Linked DNA regions of Arachis hypogaea: region 1 is linked to region 2. Evidence: chromatin contacts called from public Hi-C data. All regions are on one chromosome and are shown on one strand. Each heading gives the region's core, a stretch centred on a gene start, on an enhancer-like site or on the middle of the called end of the contact. The rest is flanking DNA. Distances are from core to core; before and after follow the strand shown. Region 1 holds the start of LOC112751188 (aldehyde dehydrogenase family 2 member C4). Region 2 has its middle 16 kb from the start of LOC112749211.

Region 1 (4,923 bases), core at 1,808-4,307, 58 kb before region 2:
CGATAAAATCAATCCTAAATGATTTAAAAATATGACAAAAATAACTAATAAATATTATACTTTTTATAAGCGACAAAAAAATTTTCATATTCAACAAACGAATTACCTATTTGATCAGATTTTTTTGGCAACATTTAAATAAATATTTAAAAAATACACAAAAAAATCTGGAGCAAAATTTGATCTTTAGATTTTTTTATTTTTCAAAAAAATTTTGGTCACTCATGATAATTTTGTTTTTAAAAAAATCACTTTGATATAAAATTATCTTATTTTTCTAATGATACTTATAAAAACTCGTATTTGTTATATCTTTTGGGATACCATTTTAGTTATTTACTCAAAATAATAACTATCAAACTAAATTAATACTTTCAAAATTTTAAATATTAAAATGAAACATGTTTGATCAAGTCATGATTCCATAAATATACTAAAACAAACATAAACATAGCATAAACTTGCTTGTTATGCTTACCAGCTTAGCAAGATGAGCATAAAAGAGAGCCGAGAGAGGCGTATGCTCGGCCGGCTTGAGGATCATGGTGCAGCCGGCGGCTAAGGCAGGGCTAGCCTTGGTGAAGAACATGACAGTAGGAAAATTCCAAGGGATAATGTGTCCCACAACACCAACAGGTTCCATAAGAGAATACAAATGAAGGTTCCTAGAAGTTTTGAACACTTCTCCATGGATTTTATCAGCAGCACCAGCATAGTAACGCAGTAAATTTGATGCTTCCGGAACATCCACAGCCTTACACCAACTATATAGCTTCCCTCCATCAATCGTGTCCAATGCTGCTATCTCTTCAATGTTCTCTTCAATTAGCTCTGCCCATTTTAGCATAATCTTTGCTCTCTCCTGTTCCATAATTCCATACCCAAATTAATATATCTTCTTTACCTTTTTTTCTTTTTATAAATCTTCAAATTCATTAAAAAGACAAGTAATTTCAACCAACTAATTAATATTTTGCTTTTGTTTTTCACATTATTTTCTATTTCGACAAATCAAAAACTAATTCGTCATGCATCTGAACTCTATTTAAAAGTTTGTCGCTGATCAATAAATTATTATATGTTCAATGTCAAATTTAAATCCCAATACTTACTTAAACAGACTAGTAAACTAGTTAGTAGATCAATCCAAATTAATTCCAACTAATTAATAATTGATATCTTTGTTTAACCAACCCAATTATATTTCTAATAATAAGCTTAGCTATTTTTAAAAATATTTTCCAAAACATCAATGTAGATTCAAATTATGATATTGTTGCAAATGACAATTTTGTCCTCACCAGCAGCGATTGATATATACATTTAAACAACGAAATTTGGACTATATGACTTATGCTTTTTTATTAAGGTTGCGTGTTTAGTTTCCCACATGGAAAATTCTCTAATTATGCTAATTTGATATTAATGAGCCATTGACTGAAACTTAGAAAATTATTGTAAGGCCACATTATGAGTTATTATTATAATAATAATAATAATAATAGAAATAAAAGTTAGGTGAAGATGTGAAGGATACATACAGCACCAGGCATGCGTGGCCATGGACCAGAATCAAAAGCTTGACGTGCTGCCTTCACAGCAATATCAATATCTTCTTTTGTAGCCTCTGCTATTTCTGTAATCACTTCTTCTGTTCTTGGATCTACTGTCTCAAACCTTTTTCCTTTTTAATAGAAAAAAGGTTATTATCAAGTTAATTCAACTGTTTTAACATTTTTTTTAATTTAAAAAAACGAAAACCTAAAAAAAAAAAAAAATCATGCCACATAGATACATACTCTCTTTGTTCTCAAATAAGTGTTTATTTAAAAGAAAAAAATTAAACAATTGTCCACCTAACCTAACACATTAATATTATTACTATTTTTTTAGCCATACCCCTAAATAAATAGATAAAAGAGAATTAAAGAGAGTAATTATTGCTATCAAGAATATTTTTTAATTTTAATTTTAATATATTTAAATGTTTTTAATCAGAATATAAATTTAAAAATAGACATTTATTTATTTGAAAATTGAGAAAGTATAATCATACGCCTTCACTAATTATTAATTAAACAGCAAAATGAGGTCAAATTAAGCTGCTATTTCTCTTATATATTCTCCTGCTGATTCGAATCTATACTATGTGCTATGTGCAATGTTGCTAAAATACAACCTTGATAATTCACCTTCATTGAACCTTTTCATAAACTTTTATCTTTTTTATTTTTTTAATATTTTGAGTTGACATCACTGGTATCCTATTACATGTGCACACCTCTGGCCAGCCAAATGAACTCGGTGATTATTGTTGGTATATATCATCATAAAATAAATGTGTTAATTATATATTTGTAAATTAATGGAATATATATTATTATTTTTTTATAAATATTAGCAAATAAAATGAAATTGTAAAATGAGACTTGGGGATGCACGTTCGTCAGAGTTTAAATCTCTTACCACTAAGAAACTAGTTTAAAATATCTTAGCAATAAAATAATATTAAAACTAATATAATGTTATTATTAAGCCAACCAACCACTCCTTCCATCAATATGATCATCAAGTTCAGTTCAACTCTTCCATGATGATCGATGTCCTCAACTGAAGAATGAAACTATCCCATTTCTCAAACCAAGCTAATTAAGGATATTTTTCTATGCCAGGTACGCAATTCTTATTAAATTACAATTGGGTTCTGTACTAACTGGAAATTAAAACGATACATAGAGACCAATATATATGAATTATTAGGGGAAAGAATAGAGGTAATTAAGAAAATGAAGAGAGAAGAAGAATAATTAATTAATTAGAACCTGAAACTGAATCCACGAATTCTCCATTGATGAAGAGCTTTGTAAACTTTATCTTTGGAATCTTGAGAAAAGAACCATTATTATTGCTATCATCATTGCCATTGCTGAGATTTGCCATCTCTCTCGAATCAAGCCAAGTATGAGGGAGTATGCTTGGCTTCGGTGTGGAGAGGGAATATATATTTATACACTACATGCTGGTCACTTATTTCTTGTATATGTGACACAAGCATTCTAATTAACTAGATATAAACAAATAAAGTTATAACTAGGAGTCTAGGACAATTTTGTAATTTCCCTTCATTTATAAAAATGATTTCATTTTGACCTTTTTTGTCACTTGTAAAATTCCATATCTTGAAAGTTCAACAAATTAAATGACTAATAACAAATAATAATTAATAAATTTGATTTTAATTAAAGTTCTATATATTATTGATAAAATATTTTTATAATATTCATCAAGCCAATACATTTTAGATTTTTTCTATAAATAAAATATAAACTAATTCATAAAATAAAATTATTATCACCTGAAAAATATGTTAACTCTGGCACACTATTCAGTGATATTAACATATAAATAAAAGTGTTTTGTTGATTAGATTATGATAATACTAGAAAAATAAAAAAATTTTGTTTAAATTTATCTTATTTAACATTTATATATTAATTATTATTAGGATTAATAAATATTAAATAAGACAAATTCTAATTATTTTTGTCTGATTTTTTTATTATTAAATATTTTCGATCAAATTAAATCATAGTTGCATGATTGTTATCACAAGTAACACTTATAATTAAAGGAAAATGGATATTTTCAACATTATTTCAAATTATGTTACCAAATATGATATTTTATTATATAATATTTTTTTAGATATTTTTTTATCTCACTTAAAGAGTATATAATAAAAAAAAAATCTCATTTTATAATATCAATTAAGAAAAAAAATAAAGAGAATCGATTGTCATATTAATGTATAGTACAAAAATCTATTAGTCAAAACTATATCCAAGCCATAATTTCTTTTCCATATAAAAGGATTCCTATATGATATAATGTTTAATTTAGGTAGAATCGATTAATTAGCCTGTAATTCATATTAGTCAATGTTTTGTTACCATCTCGTAGTAATACATATCATTAGATAACTGTGTCAAAAAAAATTATATTGATATATATTGTATCAATTTATTTTCGACAGAAAACACTCACAAGATTACATATTTTTGGTTTAATATAATTTTAAAAAAAAAATTGTACCCATAAATTTTATAAACACGAACAAAAATATCGGTTAAAAAAAACTAACGTTGTATCCATTAAAAATGGGTTTCGTACGATAAAGTACTAAAACTTTAATTTTTTGTTGACTTTTTAATAAATTTTTAAATTATTTTTACCTGTTATCTTTAACATTAACTTTATCACCATCTCTTCTTTCCCAAATCTTAAACTTTCATATCTTTTTATTACCACTCTCCTAACCACCTTTATTCTCAACTCGTCTATAATCTTAGAAGAAGAAGATGAAGAACAGAAAGTAGACGGCAATTGCAGCTCAGAAACTGAGTTCTGATGCGGTGGTGGCCAGAATTTGGTGCTTTCAGAACTGGGAGGAAAACAAAAACTAGAATGAGATGGTATTCTTGAAGTCAAACTTCTGCATCTGAGTTTGTGGTTTTTTTTAGTTCGAAGTGGGTGGCTTTAAAGGGTGGGTTGTTCCACCTGCTAATAACACCAACATCTACAATAACTGAACTTCTCACAACAAGTTTCAAGCAATCCATAAGTACTCTTCTTTTTTATTTATTCCATGCTTTCTTGCTTATTATTTCATCCACACATAATTTCTTTTTATTCCACAGGTTATGAATATGATGATTACTGTCATGGCCAAAACTTATGGTGGATAGGGGAGACAATGATTTCAGTTCCGACGAGTCACTTAGTTTCTGATAAGGCAGCACCATCCAGATTCCAGTTGTGTTGTTGGAGCTTGAATCCGGTAGATCTGAACTCGCTATCGTACTGAGGTAAAGGCAATCTATACGTGGATTTAAGGCAGCGCTGGAGCCGCCGCAGGGCTTAGAG
Region 2 (5,125 bases), core at 2,316-4,815:
CCAAATTTGATCTATGTCGTTAAGTATATTAGGATGGTGATTGGCGTGGTTTAGTCACGGCATTTAATGTGATAAAAGCTGCGGTAGTTCCATATCTAATGTATGAGACGGACCAGATTGTTAAAGTAATGAGAGAAATAGCATTCAGATGCGCGCATAAAGTTTATAAAGATGTGATTATGTCAAGAAATAATATATGTATAGCCCAAGTGGGAGATTGTTAAGAAATTATTTGATTTCCTAACTTATTTGTGGGCAATACATATATTAATTATAATCACAAATTATGCTATTTCAAATTAAATGACTTATATAATGGTGATCTCATTTATTGTTTTAAATGCTAATTGAATAAGTCATTATTACTTTTGATTTAGAATTAAATGAGAATAAAACCGGATATTATCTTTTGTTCCTTAGATAATTATCTTTTTGGATTTTAGATATATTATCTTTTGGGTTTTAGATACTATTTTATTTGGGCTTAAGGGTTTAATGGGTGCCATGCTCAAATATAAATAGACCTTCAGGGTTTCGGTCCCCAATATACCAAAAGCCGCCTTTGTTACTCTTTCCCCATCAAAAGAGTTGCAGTTCAGCCTCCTAAGAATACAGAAGGCTTTGGTTGAGGAAGATCGAAAGAACCACAAGATCCAAACTCTTCCGATCGTATGATTCATGTTTATGAATTCAGGTACGCTTCCGCATTATGATATATATATTTTTGGTGATTCAATATGGATGATCTGGGTTATTGAAATTAATTTATTCCAACATAAGCAACTACACAAAATATTATGGTAATATAAGAATTCTATGATAAAAGATAAGCACATCTTATTTGCAAAAGTTACCTCATATACTAGAGGAATTAGCAAATATTTAAATCAAAGCTTAAAAAATCTTCAAGATATTTAAAATAAATAAACTTTTAAAGGATAATATCAAGATACAAATACCAACGGTAAAAACACGCAACTTAAATAATATAACAGGACACATACATAAGAAAGGTGGAAAAAAAAAAAAAAAGAAAAAGGTATGAATCTTTTTTCCTCTATTTTCTTAGATTGTTGTCGGATTTAGAGTGTACCATGGTAAGAAGAGGTTTTGAGGAGCCTCTCAATAAACTTCCTACCTATGAGTGTTGGTAACCTTATCTTATATTAGACTAAGAATATAATCAATCATTTCAATTATAAACTATAAAAAAAGATCTAATTTGCAAAGGTATTCAAAGGTCATTCTATTGAATGAACAAAGCTTGAAACAAATAATAGAGTAGACAATAGCCCAAAAACAAGAATATTTTAATTTTTTATTGTATTTAGGCTGCAAAAAAATTGCTCATCTATCCACATAAGAGAAAGTGAGCAATAACTTCATTAAATCATATAAACTACAAACACATTTGAACAAAGAATAAATTATCAGATTTATAGTTGAAGTCTAATTTGACCAGATAAAAAGAAACCAATGTAAGTTTGTTAATAAATTCAAATTTTAAATTACATTTTGTAAATAAAGTTAGAAGAACAGAAGTTAGAACATTACTAATTATCTAATTCAACTTAACTAACAAATAAAAAAAACTCAATTTCATCAGCAATCTATACAAATGAATAATAAAATTAGCAAATTTAAATAAATAATTAAGAGTAAACTGTTCTCTTTAACTATCTTTCCTTTCCATATTCTAAAATTTGTAATTGCAATATGATACAATTAAAAAAAAAAACATAAAATCATCTAATATTACATGGACAAAACATAAATATGATTTTGCAATTATAAAGCAGCAAAAATCCTAGCAAATAAAAATAGATACCTTATATACGCCCGTTGAAGATAATTCAAAGCTGCTGGAAGAGATGCCGTCATTCTCACTGCAAATCAGCTATACCACTGTTAGCTTCTCTGCCAACCCAACCTAGTCCAACTTCAACCTCCAGTCAAAACAAAAGCAGATTTAACATAAATAAATAATTTTATCTTTTTTTAAATATATATAAAATAATTTTCTTCTTTTTTAAAGAAATTACTTCTATAACATCACTGACAGTATGATCTCAGAGCTCTTCGTTTTCTGCATCAGTGTTGTCAATAATTTTTTTTCAAATATATATAAAACAAATTTCTACTTTTTTTAAAGAAGTTACTTCTATCTCTATATAACACCACCGATAGTAAGATCACAGAGCTTTCTATTCTCTGCATCAGTATTGTCAACTTGTTGTCAACTCTCCTTTTTCATTGACGACTGCAACACCACTCACCGGTGAGAGAATTAACCATTATTCATAAGATAGATAGATGAATCAATTCTTTCAATTTCAAAATATTGATCTCAATAAAAAAGACAAACAAAACACAAAATATTTGACGGTTATTTTCATACGAAAATAGATAAATTTTAATCAGTATTTATTCTTTTTAAAAAAGTTACATTGTTATTAAAAATAAATTTGGAATCAAACTACAATACAACCTAAATGAGTAATGTTACAGGTACAAATTTTTTTGTCAATCAAGTTAGTTTAACATCAACAAAAATTATTTTTATCATTTTTACTTATTCATTCACCTCCTAAATTTTATTATCTAACTTAGATAGACTTAATTCATAAAAAAATTTATACGTGTAGTATTTTTTCTATCTAAATATTATAAAAAAATATTGTAAAATATTTTTTTAAAAAAAGATACAAATACGAGGAATTAAATATTATAAATGAATTAATGCATGTAATATTCGCATAAAAAACATAGAGAAGGAGGTCAGATCATTTGTTGTTTATTGAAAATGATGGTAATTTAAAACTGTACATTCTTTTGTATGTTGATAATACATTGATAACTGTCAATGATCTCAATGCTATCCAATCTCTCATAAATTAGCTAAACAACATTCTTTTCCATGCAGCCACCCTTGATCCAAGCACCATTTTTGCATCTTCAGATTTTGATTGGGGTCAGACTTAAATGACGATATAAGTGTAGTCTTACTAGCTGCAAATCCAATTTTACATGACAAAACTAATCATTTTGGTTAAGATCTGCATTTTATATATAGCCGCTTATATACACAATAGGATGATCAATAATCAAGTCCACATTTCTCTTAATTCACTCATACACCAGCTATTCTCTCTATTTTATTCCTTTCTTTGAAACTTCACACACAAACTCTCATATTCTATCAGATATCAAATAAAATGAAATTTTACCAAATAGATAGGAGTTAATGTGATTTCTGAGTGAAACAAAAGATCCATTCTAATACAAAATTATATGTTGCTGCGTCTTCAAATTAGTCTATATAAGCAGCATCTAAATATTTCCGTAACAAATTCTCCACACTAATAGAATATATTTTCTTCAATCATATACCAATATTTTCTTTGTTTTCTATTGGTTTTTTTGTTGGGCTTAGAATTTATCTTATAGTCATTTATTTTTCTAGATAAATATATTTCAAACGTTTAAAATTACAATACTATACAAAAAAATGGGAAACTGTGGCCCAATATAAATTTAGGCCGACCCATCCATTTTGGGCCTTGTTGCTTAACAGGCCCAGCAGTCTGCCCAGTTATAAACTTATTTCAGATCTAAAAACATCCGACCATCTGTCCAAGAAAGAAAGTCCGACCAAAAGAATCACTGACAAAAATTATCATACTCATGTAGACCAGAAACTCAACTTGCTAAATGAGTTATCGAATAAAAAGTTAAAAATTAGCAGAAGGGTAACAAATGCATATAACGTAAGTCACAAAATAATAAAAAAAAAAGCATATAAGAGCAGATGGCAATTTCAGCTATAAAAAAAAATTCAAATTTGACAAAATGGCTCTTCGAAGGAAAAAAAAAATCCATGGCCACAGAAAAATGAAAATCTTATGACAAAATTCACCAACTCTTTCTCATCATAACCCAATATTTTTATATCACGAATATACAAAATTGTGAGCGTTTGGTGTAAGGTTGAGACTTAAGGATGCACAAATTTGCAAGGTTGAACGAAAAAGTGATTGGTTCAATAGTTGAAACAGAGTTAAAGCGTAGTTGACGGATTTAATTAAATATAAAATAAAATAATTAAAAATTTATTATATAATTTTAAATATTTAAATTTAATAATTTTAAGACTAATAAAATTTAAAATTTTATAATTTTACTTAATAATTTATTTATAATTTATCATTAAAAAATCATAAATAAATTTAAAATATTAAAATTTATAATTAAAGAAAATCAAAATGTACATAAATAATAAATACATAATAAGTTTTAACATAATAAAATAAAAGATACTATTCATAACAGATCATAATCACCATTAAGTATTTCAAATTATATACAACTAAAAACAACACAAATTACATTTTACTCAGATTTTGAATATACCTTAGTTGCTTTAAAAAATTTGCCGGATGACTATTAGCAACATCAGATGACATGCAACTGATTTTTTTTTCTTAATAATAATAATAATAATAATAATAATAATAATAATAATAATAATAACTAATTCATACAAATTTAGGGATATTGAGTTGTCAAAAAAGAGAGATTCTATTTTGTGATTTTTATTGACAACAAGAATATAGTAAAGTGGCTAAATAAAAAGAAAAGTACGTCTTAGAAGCAATGGAATCTAAAAAATAAACCTCATAGAATAAAGCATTTAGTACAAAATATTGGAGTCAAGTATAGAAATACTCGTGATTTTAAGGCAAGAAAAGAATAGGAGTGTGGCTATGACAAACAATAACTATTAGGTAAAGTGGATCACATAAATATAAGTGCATGGTAATGAAGGTGGAATAAATGAGGTAAAATTGTGAAATTATAATGATATAAGTGGTTAGCATAATGAAATCATTTGGAAAAAAATCAAAACATGACAAACACAATATTTAAAATGCTCAACAAGAGACATAAAGATACTTATTCATGTTTTTGTCATGTAATTTTACTTATTATTTATTTGTTTAAAGGTCTGTTTATGTTTTGGTCGTTAATTTTGTAGATCATTTTAATGTGACGTGCGTTTTGTTTAATTTGTGTTTATCTTTGATGGCATTACTAGAGAAGGGAATAACTCACAAATTAAATTCTC

Evidence for each region. Hi-C and Micro-C count contacts between places; a contact is called where the count stands out from the background.
Region 1: a Hi-C map of an unstated tissue shows a contact between it and region 2, with 7 times the contacts expected there. The contact joins the promoter of LOC112751188 here to the enhancer-like site in region 2. A contact is called at or near these places in 3 of 8 Hi-C or Micro-C datasets (leaf and an unstated tissue).

Annotation. Positions count from the first base shown.
Region 1 is chr15:147,716,950-147,721,872 of arahy.Tifrunner.gnm2.J5K5, reverse strand. It overlaps LOC112751188 (aldehyde dehydrogenase family 2 member C4), which reads right to left and starts at 3,057. Exons shown (of 9, transcript XM_025800248.3): 1 at 2,823-3,057; 2 at 1,542-1,684; 3 at 479-862. The coding sequence starts at 2,940.
Region 2 is chr15:147,659,566-147,664,690 of arahy.Tifrunner.gnm2.J5K5, reverse strand. No RefSeq gene overlaps it. Among protein-coding and RNA genes, the nearest start is that of LOC112749211, 16 kb to the right of the region's middle. Within about 2 kb of position 3,565, at least 3 of the 3 cell types and tissues checked have open chromatin away from gene starts, as enhancers often do.